Linked DNA regions of Cricetulus griseus: region 2 is linked to region 1. A link is a contact called in public Micro-C data. All regions are on one chromosome and are shown on one strand. Each heading gives the region's core, a stretch centred on a gene start, on an enhancer-like site or on the middle of the called end of the contact. The rest is flanking DNA. Distances are from core to core; before and after follow the strand shown.

What was found. A called contact is a pair of places that touch in the nucleus more often than the background predicts.
Region 2: a contact with region 1 is called in a Micro-C map of the CHO-K1 cell line, with 1.9 times the contacts expected there. The contact joins the promoter of Olfm2 here to the enhancer-like site in region 1. A contact is called at or near these places in 2 of 8 Hi-C or Micro-C datasets (the CHO-K1 cell line and fibroblasts).

What each region holds. Positions count from the first base shown.
Region 1 is chr4:133,550,524-133,556,326 of CriGri-PICRH-1.0, reverse strand. Olfm2 (noelin-2) reads left to right here. Exons shown (of 6, transcript XM_027411460.2): 3 at 2,071-2,217; 4 at 2,492-2,711; 5 at 3,021-3,127. Among named protein-coding and RNA genes, the nearest start is that of Pin1, 18 kb to the right of the region's middle. Within about 2 kb of position 3,171, at least 1 of the 6 cell types and tissues checked has open chromatin away from gene starts, as enhancers often do. A contact at or near this core is called in the CHO-K1 cell line, where this site is marked.
Region 2 is chr4:133,601,794-133,607,115 of CriGri-PICRH-1.0, reverse strand. It overlaps Olfm2 (noelin-2), which reads left to right and starts at 2,727. Exons shown (of 6, transcript XM_027411460.2): 1 at 2,727-3,228.

The DNA.
Region 1 (5,803 bases), core at 1,922-4,421:
GGCAGCATCCAAGTCACTTCTTGTGCACTCAGGCCTGGCAGCCAATGCTCTATGCAGCCTTAGGTGACACTGCTAAGAAGATACTTGGTGCCCTTTTCAGGCAAGGGTCTAACCTGTACTGTCAAGGCTCATGCAAAGATTCTGTAGCTGGGAGTGGCTTTGCACACCTATAATACGGGGCCTTTGTAGGCTGAGGCACAACATCTGCCACAAGTTTGAGTCCAGCCTGGGCTATATAGGAAGATCCTGCTGAGTGGGAGGTGGGGAGTTGCCACCAAGCCTGATGGCCTGAGTTCAATCTCCAGGCCCCACATGATAGACGAGAGAATGAACTCCCACAAGGTGTACTCTGACTGACACACACCAAACAACAAATGTAATTTTAAAATACTTTAAGAGGGGTGGGGGAGGTTAGGGGTATGGTTCAGTGGGTCACATGGTAATACGGACCTGAGTTTGCATACCCAGCACCTACACAAAAGCTAGGTCTGGCAGTGTACGTCTGTAACCCAGTGCTTGGAAGGTAGAGAGACAGGCACAGCTGGGTACCTGAACCTGTCTGGCTGAAGTATGAACTCCAGACTTGGGGGCTGGGTCTCAAAAAACAAGGTGGAGGGTGATTGTGGAAAAAACCAATATCAGTCTCTGGCCTCCAGACACACTTATGTAGATATGTATGCGCACACACACACAAATATGCATGCATAGACACACAGATATGTATGCACACACAAACACATATACACACATACACACAGATATGTATGCACACATACAGATATACACTTAGATATACAGATTTGTATATACACACACACACACACACACACACACACACACACACTCACACATGTGATTCCTTTTCACCCTGGCTGCCTCCACTTCATCTGTCCCCAGGATATTTTAGACTCTTTGCTGTCTGAAGTCCCTGTTACTTCCCATTTGTCAGCTGTGATGCCTGCACCCACCTCCCTCATTGAACAGAGGATGAAGCTGAGGTTTGGCAGAAAGGAGAGCACCTGGGTACCTGCAATCTCCATCACTAACTCCCAGAATCCTGCTCTGCCCACCCCCTTACAGGAACTGCTTTTTCCCAAAGCTGTGGACTTTCATGCTGTGCCTTTGATTGTTCATAGTGGCTGGAAAAAAAAAGGTTTTTTTGAATGACTAATGATGTGTACCTCAAGGTCTTGTGTAGCCTAGGCCAGTAGTTATCAACTTGTGGGTCTCGGTGTCTTTGGGGGTGCTGAACAACCCTTTCACAGGGGTCTCCTAAGACCATCAGAAAACACAGATATTTACATTATGAATCATAACAGAAGCAAAATTACAGTTATGAAGCCACAACAAAAATAATTTTTTGGTTGGGGGTCACCACAACATGAGGAACTGTATTAAAAGGTCTCAGCATTAGGAAGGTTGAGAACCGCTGGCCTAGGTTGCTCTTGAACTCACTATGTATACAAGGATGACCTTGAACTCCTCATCCTCCTAGCTCCACTTTCCAAGCGGTTTGTGTTTCGGTTTTCACCACTGCACCGGGTTTATGCTGGGGGTGGAACCCAGCTTTGTGCATGCACAAAGTACTCAGTACCCTCCCACCTCCACCTTTTGTTCTTTTGTTTATTAGAGGCAAGATTTCACTCTGACCCATACTGACTTGAAATTCATTCTGTAGCCTTAGCTGACATGACAATCCCCCTGCTTTAGCTTTCTGGGTGCCGGGATTACAAATGTCACCCACCACTCCTGGCTTCTTTTGAGGGCACCCTTGAAATTCTGCTCCTTTAGCCTCTACCTCCAAGTGCTGGGATTATGAGTGTATGCCACCACACCTGGTTCTGCTCTTCATCTGATCTTCTGTGTGGAGGGAGAGCTTACTGCAGGTTAGGAGGGTGAAAGCTGAGAGACAGGGCGGAAGTCACAGGTGTGGAGGGATGGCCTTGGAAGGTTACTAGTGAGATCGGGGAGAGGAGGGCTGGCAGGCATCTTTGCTGGACCTGCTTGCCTCTGTTTCTGTGAGTGGCTGGGAGGAGAAGCCCATTGTCTACTGAATGGTTCTCATTCTAGGTCCAGAATGTGTCTCAGTCAATGGAGGTCCTTGAGTTAAGGACATATCGGGATCTCCAGTATGTTCGCAGCATGGAGACGCTCATGCGGAGCCTGGATGCAAGACTCAGGGCAGCTGATGGGTCAGTCTCGGCCAAGAGCTTCCAGGTGGGTTCTTCCGAGTTCAGCTCAGAGGTCTAGAGAATGGTTGGAGAGGCATGGGGAGGTGGCCTAGTGAAGTAAGAGTATTTGCTGTGAAGCAAGACGGCCTGAGTTCCAAGGATGGGGGTCATGTCTGAGAAGAAATGAGAAGTTGACTAGGCTCTGGGGTCCGGAAGGCATCCTTTGGCAAGGACTGAGCACTGTATCTGAGATGACAGGGTGACGGTATGGGCCGAGGGTCAGGGGTTGGAATCGGCAGCCATTCTCTCCTGGTAATCAGGAACTGAAGGACAGGATGACAGAGCTGCTGCCCCTGAGCTCGGTGCTGGAGCAGTACAAGGCAGACACACGGACCATTGTGCGCCTGCGCGAGGAAGTGAGGAACCTTTCTGGCAACCTGGCTGCCATCCAGGAGGAAATGGGCGCCTATGGGTATGAGGACCTGCAGCAGCGTGTGATGGCCCTGGAGGCACGACTCCATGCCTGTGCGCAGAAGCTGGGTGGGTATGCTTTAATCCCTAAACTTGGCCCCTTATCTCCACACCAGCCCCAATGCTGCCTGTGTGCGCCAAAGCGAGGCATGCTTTGGCATCTAACTGCTAAACCTTCCTGTTTAGCCTCAAGGCGACAGCAGGCCCCAAAGCTGGAAATGGTTTTGGATTTTGATTTCCAGCCCTTTATGCCCATCCTGGGATCACAGCCTGGATGTCTCCTCCCCAACCCTTGACCCCATCCCTTCCCAAGCTTCCCTTGAACTCCTTGAACTCCTGCTGCCTCCTGTTCTCACTCCCACTGTTCCCGTCTCCCAGGCTGTGGGAAGCTGACAGGGGTCAGTAACCCCATTACCATTCGAGCCATGGGGTCCCGATTCGGCTCCTGGATGACTGACACAATGGCCCCCAGTGCAGACAGCCGGGTGAGTAATCCCATCCCCAGAGGCGCCCAGAGAATCCGCACTTGTGACTCTTACTTAGGTTTTATTTTTATTTAGTGTATATGGGGGAGGGGTGGTAGGGTTCATGACCAGTGCTACTGAAGCCAGAACAGTGCATTGGGTGTCCCTCCAGCTGGAGTTACAAGTGTTTGTGGGCCACCTGATATGAGTGCTGGGAATTTAACTCAGGTCCTCTGCAAGAACAGTAAGTACCCTTAACTGTTGATTTTTTTTTTCCCTTTTTCTTTTGAGACAAAGTCTCCCTCGGTAGACCGGGCTGACCTCATACATAGAAATCTGCCTGTCTCTGCCTCTTAAGTGCTGGAATCAAGAGTGTATGCCACCATGTCCAGCCTCTCACTCTGTTTTATTTTTTTATTAAATTATTATTTAGTGTGCATATGTACCAGTGTGACACAGCATGTGTGTGGAGCTTGGAGGACAACTTCCTTGAGTCAATTCTTTCCTTCCACCTTGGGTCTTGGGGATTAAACTCAGGTCGTCAAACTGGGCAGCAAGGGCCTTTACCCTCTGAGCCATCTCACCAGCTCACTCACACACCAGGGACACTCACAGCCCACCATCCTGCGTCCCTGAGTCCTTGGACCTCCCCTTGACTGCCTAGTGGCCATGTTCTTCTGTCCTTGTGAGTCTACATCTACTGACTAGAGAATATGGTTGCAGGGTGTACTCGTGTGTCCCTTAACAGCAGGGGACACATTCTGAGAACTGCACAGTTAGGCATTCTTGTTGGAGTGCAAACATCAGAGTGCTTGCACAGATTAAAGATGGCATGGGGTCAGGGAGGAAGAGAGCATAGTGGGCAAGAATGTTGACTGCACTAATTGGAAACCTGAGTTCAAACCCTCAGTACCCACATAAAAAGCCCTGAGTGGTATGTGCACCAGTGCTGTGGGGAGCAGAGACAGGAGGCTCACTGGTCACCATCTTCAGGTTCAGTTAAAGGCCACATCTCAGAGAGATAAGGAGGAGAAGATTGAGACAGCAGGACACCTGGTGTCCTCCTTGGACCTCTGCCTGTTTCATTTCTGTAGTTGATCCAATACTCGGACAAAAAGCAAATTAGGGAAGAAAGGGGCTTAGTTTAGCTTACAGCTCCAGGTTAAAGACCATCATTGTAGAGAAGTTGAGGCGGGAATTTAAAACAGCTAGTCACGTCACAACCGCAGTCAGAATCAGAAAGACGTGTGCATACATTCTTGTCTGTGTTCAGTTCAACCTCTCCATTCTTATACAGTTCAGGACTCCTTGTCTAATGAATGATGTAGCCCACAATGGGCTGGACCTTCCCACATTAATGAAAAATTAAGACAATGAACGCCCTACTGACATGCCCACAGGCCAACTCAATGTTGACACTCTCTCATTGACACTCACTTCCTAGATAATTCTCAGATGTTTCAAGCTGACATTAAAGCTAACTGTCACAAGCTGGAGAGATGGCTCAGTGGTTAAGAGCACTGGCTGCTCTTCCAGAGGTCCTGAGTTCAATTCCCAGCACCCACATGGTGGCTCACAACCATCTGTAAGGGGATCTGGTGTCGTCTGCTGGCCTGCAGGTGCACGTGTAGATAAAGCACTCATACATAAAATACATAAGTAAATAAACCTTAAATAGCTAACCATCACAAGGGTGATCACCAAGTGTCACAGAGCACAGGCAGTAACTCAACACCATTCCACTGTGATCACTGACCTTGACTGATGACAATGGCCCAACCAATTGGTTAGTTTGGAATCAGAATTGCACTTACCTAGTCCTGTCCATTCTTAGTCAGGGACACTTGGGCAGGTGCCTTAATATTGTTCCTCTAATTTTCTTATCCTCAACAATGGGCCTTAGCTTGATAAGGAGGGCATTCACAAGAGCTTTTAGCTGATAATGGTGCTGAGAGATTCAATGACATGCCAGGCAACCTTGTGCTTATGGGATTTAGCACTCACAATGAATTTGGGTCAGGCAGGGAAGCACACTCCTTTAATCCCAGCACTTGGGAGGCAGAGGCAGGTGGATCTCTGTGAGCTCAAGACTAGCACGATCTACATAATGAGTTCCAGGCCAGCCTGGGCTACATAGTATCTTCTTCTTCTTCTTCTTCTTCTTCTTCTTCTTCTTCTTCTTCTTCTTCTTCTTCTGTCTCATGGCTTTATTTCCTTTACTTTGTAATGCTCAAATTGCTTGTTATGAGTTTCCTCTCGTCTCTGGATGATCCTATCCTATCCTATGGAACACCACCAATTTAGGATCTTTTTGTTGTGTCTGTTCATAAAGGTGTGTGCACAGGCAGGTGTGTGCCAATGCATGTGGAGGCCAAGTCAACGAGAGATGTTTTTCTCTATTGCTCTCCACCTTGTCTTTTTCCTTTTAGTATGTGTGTGATATGCACACATTTGTGTGCAGATGTGTGAACTCACAAAGGCCAGAGGAGGACATCAGATGCCCTGTTCTATACTGTTTTACTCCCTAGACACAGACTGTCTCACTAAATCTGGAGCTAGGCTGGCAATCAGCAAGCCCCGGTGATCCTCTTGTCTCTGCCCTCAAAAGCACTGGGGTTACAGGCACATGTGGCCATGCGCAGCTTTTCACGTGGATTTTGGGTTCCAACTCAATCTTCATGCTTGCAAATAACACTG
Region 2 (5,322 bases), core at 1,478-3,977, 51 kb before region 1:
CCTCCTACACCATGTACTCCCCCCCATTTAAACACACATTACATATGCATGCACACAGAAACAATGATGTCCTAGTCACTCAGGGTCGAATCAGGGAAGCAAGCCACATTAGGTGTCCTAGTGGGACAGGGTTTGATATGGGTGTTTCCTTGGGTGGAATCAGTAACTGAACATTCAGATGGGACACTTGGGAAACCTGTGACATGTCCCAGAGAAGGGTGTGTGAAGAGGATGGGGCTCTGATGTGGGAAGAGGGCACCCTCTGTAAGAAACACCGCTCCCCCACGGGCTCTGACATGGTTTTGCTGAACAACCAAGAGGGTGGTGTTAGGATCCCAGCAACGTGTAACAAGTCACACTGAGTGCCACCCATGCCTGAGACTGTACCTCTGAGGGGACATAGGGCTTTAATTTTTTTATTTTTTTATTTTTTGTTTTTTTAAGATAGGGTTTCTCTGTGTAGCCCTGGCTGTCCTAGAACTCATTCTGTAGACCGGGCTGATCTCAAACTCACAAAGATCTGCCTGCCTCTGCCTCCTGAGTGCTGGGATTAAAGGCGTGCTCCACCACTGCCTGATGTAACATTGAGCTTTCTGGCTTCCAGTTTGCCACACTTGAGCCCCAGGTTCAAGTAGAGGCCATGCCTCAAGGGAATAGATGGGGAGTCACACAGAACAGCCCATACCCTCTTCTGGTCTCCACACCTGCACTAGGACTCATGTGGTAGACGAGAGAACAAACTCCAGAAAGTTGTCCCCTGATTTCTGTGTCCCTCCACATCCACAAACAAATAAGTAAATGTAGTTAGAAATTTCAAAAAAGAAAAAGAAAAAAGGCCACCCTACTCCAAGCAGAAAGAAAGGGAAGACGTAGCCATCTTCTCCCTCCCTCCCAGTCTCTATCTGCTCCCTCCCAAGGCTTGTGCCGGACAGGAAGCCAGTGGGCAAAGTCCTAGGAAATGTTGTTTTCTGGAGGACAGGGCATGTTGCTTACCCCCACCATGGTGAAGGACATGAACAGGCCAAAAACGTTGTCAGCGAGCAAGGACAGCAAATGCAAAGGGCTGACACAGGAAAGAGCCAAGTAAATATGCAGAAACAGGGAATCGGGGAAGGTGGAAAGATCTAGAAATTTGGGGATGGAGAAGGCAGAGGCGCAGGAAGGACAGGCAGAAATGATAAGGTGTTCCGAGAAGGGAATGCGTGTGGAGACTGGAAGGTGATGGAATTAATCTATTGTGTGTGGGCACGTGCTATGACAAGCATGTGGAGGACAGGTGACAATCTGAGGGAGTCAGCTTTCTCCTCCGCCATCTGGGCCCTGTTGATCAAACTCAGGATTTCAGGCTTGGTAGCAAGTGTCTTTTTCCACTGGACAGTCTTGCCAGCCCGGGAAGGCTACTGACATCTTTAGGGAGAAGAGTTTGGGAGGCATGGAGGAGGGAGAAGAGGAATATTTTATGAGTGCTCTCTGTCTTTACAGCCTGGCTGTATGAGCTAGGCCTGTTTCCTGGCACCCAAGGTGACGGGGTGAGAGAGTGTGTCATTCTCTAAGCCAGGGGGCCCACTGCAGCTTAGTGATCTTAGGGTCCTCCCCTTTGGATTAAACAGCTCATGCCTGCCCAAGTTGTCTCTGCCTGCCCCAGGTCCTTTGCACCTCTGTTTCCCACCATTTGATAATCTCCTGGTACTGAAATGGCTCCCTCCTTCACCTTCTGGTGTGGCTTGACTGTCACCTTCCCTAGTCACCATGTTTAAAGGTGTTCCTGTGGGCTGGGACATGGCCCATTTAGTAGAATACTTCCATCCAAGAATAAGTTCAGACCCCCAAGTCAGATGTGGTGTGCCTGCACTGGGCTGCCTGGGAGGCTGAGACAGGAGGGGCTCTGCAGCTCCTAGACTGGCTAGCTTAGCTGAATCAGGGCGTTTCAACTTCAGTGAGAGACCTGCCAGGTGTGGTAACTCATGACTTTAGTCCCAGCGTTTGAGAGGCAGTGGGAGCTCTGTGAGTTCCAAGCCAGCCAGGGCTACACAGAGTCTCAAAACTAATTAAATAAAAAGACTAAATTTAAAGAATAATTAGTTAATAAAACAAGGCAGAGAGGCACTGAGGAAGACATTCCATGTACACCTTTGCCTCTACACACACACACAACTCCACCCCCTTCCTTTTGATATCTACTTGTACTTAATTTTCTTCCTTGATGTCTTGTGCCACTTAAATTTCTTTTTACACTAGTTTAATGTGCTAACGGGGGATGGGATGGGTGGCTGTGTGGCCACCATCTTCAAGTGGAGGTCAAAAAACTCTTTGGGGCAGTCGGTTGCCTCCCACCATGTGGAGCTTAGAGATTCAGGTTGCCAGGCTTTGTGGCTAGCACTTTTACCCACTGAGCCATCACTCCCCCACCCCCATTTTTGGTGGATGGAGCCCTGGACTTCAGACATGTTAGGCGAGCCTCTGCCACTGAGTCACATCCCCAGCCCTTCAAGTCCTTGTCGGTCTCCCCAATGCAGTGCTCACGGTCGGTCTGTAGTTGAGCCGCAGGCCACCTCCAGCCTCTTACACATATCTGACCCACCAGGAACCCAGAACCACTTTGCACTGCTTCTCAGTGGGGTCCAGATAGTTCGGGACCCCCCAGCACCCTGAGGTTGGGCGCTTCCGCTCTGCTAGCGGCCGGCGCGGTAAAGGCCTGAGTCATCGCCGCCTCCAGACGGCGGCGGCCGCCGGCCGAGGGCGACGGCGGCGACGGCGGGAGGTGATGCGGGGACGCCAGGAGGGGGCGTGAGTGCAAAACCCCAGAGAGGCGACCGCGGGCCGCTCCTCGCCCCACCCCGCCGCCCGCTGCGCTTCCCAGCCTCCCACCCCGGGGACCATCCCAGAGAAGGCCTCCGGGCGGGCGCTGGAGGAGACCCGGTGCATAAGTTCCCCTCCTCCGCCCCAAGTTCAAGTTGTGAATCAAGCACTGCGTTGGGACTTGACTGCCTGCGAAAAGAACTGGCTGGGCCGGCGGCGGTCCCGAGGGGCTGCCCAGGTGACCCGCACTCCAAGTCCTCCCTGGCCCTGAACCCACAGGGGGATCCCCTCCAGAAAGATCTGAGACTAGGGAAGCCGGGAGGAAGAGTCCCGGCTCTCGGGAGAGCACCAAGTGCGGTGCGCACCGCTCGCTGCGGCGGCGTCGTCGTCGTCGCGGGCTCGGGACCCGGCTCAGCTCAGACCGAGCAGGTGGGTGGGGACACCCGACCCCCACCGGTCAGCTTTGGGTGGCGGGTGTGGGGTGGGTTCTGACTGCTGAAACCTAGCGGTTTGGGAGACGGGGTGTTGCTGGCAGGGGAGCCCGGGGATCGCCACTAGGGTGCAGAGGGGACTCGAGCGAGGATGGGGGTGGGATGTGCTGGGGGGAGGGGGCGGGGCTGGGATGCCGCGGCGGCGGGGGAGGGGCGAGGATGTCACCGGAGGGGATGTCCCCACTTCTGCAGGTGGGGGAAGGTCCGCCAGAGGCTCTGCGGGGAGGCGGGGGGGCCGGGCGGGTGCCCCCCTATTCTCCCCTCAGCCCCGCTGGCTCCGGGGCCGGAGCCGTGACGTCACGGCGGCTGGAAGTGCCCGGCGGTGGCGCGGGAGGGGGTGGCCGAGCCGGCGCCTTATAAAGCTGAGCCCGCGAGGCGCGCAGAGCCGCAGCCGCGTCCCCGGTGTCACCCCATCCCCATCCGGCCGGCCACCGCCCCCTTGGACCTGGTCATCCCGCCATCGCGGTCCTCCACTGCCCCCCACCCCGGTGGGGTGGGTGAGCGACAGCTTGAGTGCCGAGCAAAAGGGACAGAACACCTGCTTTTTGGGGTGCTGGCGCGGGGCATGAGGCGAGGGGCGCGATGTCGGTGCCGCTGCTCAAGATCGGGGCGGTGCTGAGCACCATGGCCATGGTCACTAACTGGATGTCGCAGACGCTGCCCTCACTCGTGGGACTCAACAGCACAGTGTCCCGCGCGGGCTCCTCGGAAAAAATCGTGAGTGGCCACTCGGGCTGGGGGACGCTCCGGAGGGGGGGCGTGGTGCCCGCAGCCCCCGCGGCAGCTCCTGGGAAAGGGACCCCAGAGCCCCAAAGTGACAGAATCCTGGGTAGAGGCAGGGATTTCTTCTCCCGGGGACGTGGTCTCTTGGGGGGTCCCCGGCTGGATCCCGAGGCACAAGGGAGCCTCATGCCCCGCATAGCTCTGGCTTTTATGATTGCATTTGCTGGGCTAGCGTCCTCTCTGAGGGGACCCGCCAGTGCCACCGAGGTACAAGCTGGCTCAAGCCCCAGGCGGAGGCGGCAGGGCTGCGGAATTGAACCAGATCCCGGCAGAGTGGGGCGGAGCTGGGCGGTTTTGGGGGAGCCAGGAGGGTGTTCTGCTATGTTGGAGTGGGTAGGGGACATCTCCGTGTCTCCATACATCTTCAGCCTCTTGGACTCTGCTTGATTGTGTCTAAGTGTCACTGAGTAGTGCTCGCTCTCTCTCCTTCCCTGAGTCTCTCCCCCCTTCTATTTCTGTCTTTCTTTCTGACTTAGTCTCTCTCTCTCTCTCTCTCTCTCTCTCTCTCTCTCTCTCTCTCTCTCTCTCTCTCTCTCTCTCTCTCTCTCTCTCTCTCTCTCTGTCTCCTGGCTCTATCCCTGAACCTAGTACCAGCATCTCCCTTCCTATGTCTGTCTCCCAGAGGACTGACTATTGATCTCCCTAACTCCTCACCCTGAGAGTTAAGAGGGGGGCTCAGACTGGGGCAGAACTCATCAGCCTCCCTTCTATTTTATCCCCCTGCTTCCTTCTGGTAGCTTCCTGCGGGGGGGAGGGGCACATTCGGTTCTATTAATCCCTGTGGCTCTGTCCTGTTGACAGGGAAGGATGCTCTTCCATTGAAAACTTCCCTCATGCCCCGCTCCCTGTTCCTACCGGAGCCCCTCTGATCTTTAGTCTGTTTGTGGGATTCCCCTCAATTTCACCCGTCCATCTCCCAATTCTACCCTTCATGTTGTTGCAACCTCACCAGCCCCTTTTGCATCCATAATAACCCTCCCCTCCCCACCTGAAAAGGTCTTTGCTCCCAAAGCTGCAGCTGTGGGATGTGAGGGAGCCAGGGCACCGGTTCAGCCCGCTCAGGGTATGGCCAACCCCGGGCCAGGGAAAATCATCCTTTGCAATGTGATGTCTTTATCGGTGTCTGTGACATCGAGTGTCATATGTGTATGCCTTGGTGTGTCTGACTGCACCTGTGGTCTGGGGGTTTGGAGGGGCCAGCGAAGAGAAACTTTAGTGTGTCTCTGACATAAGGGTGCAGATGTATTCT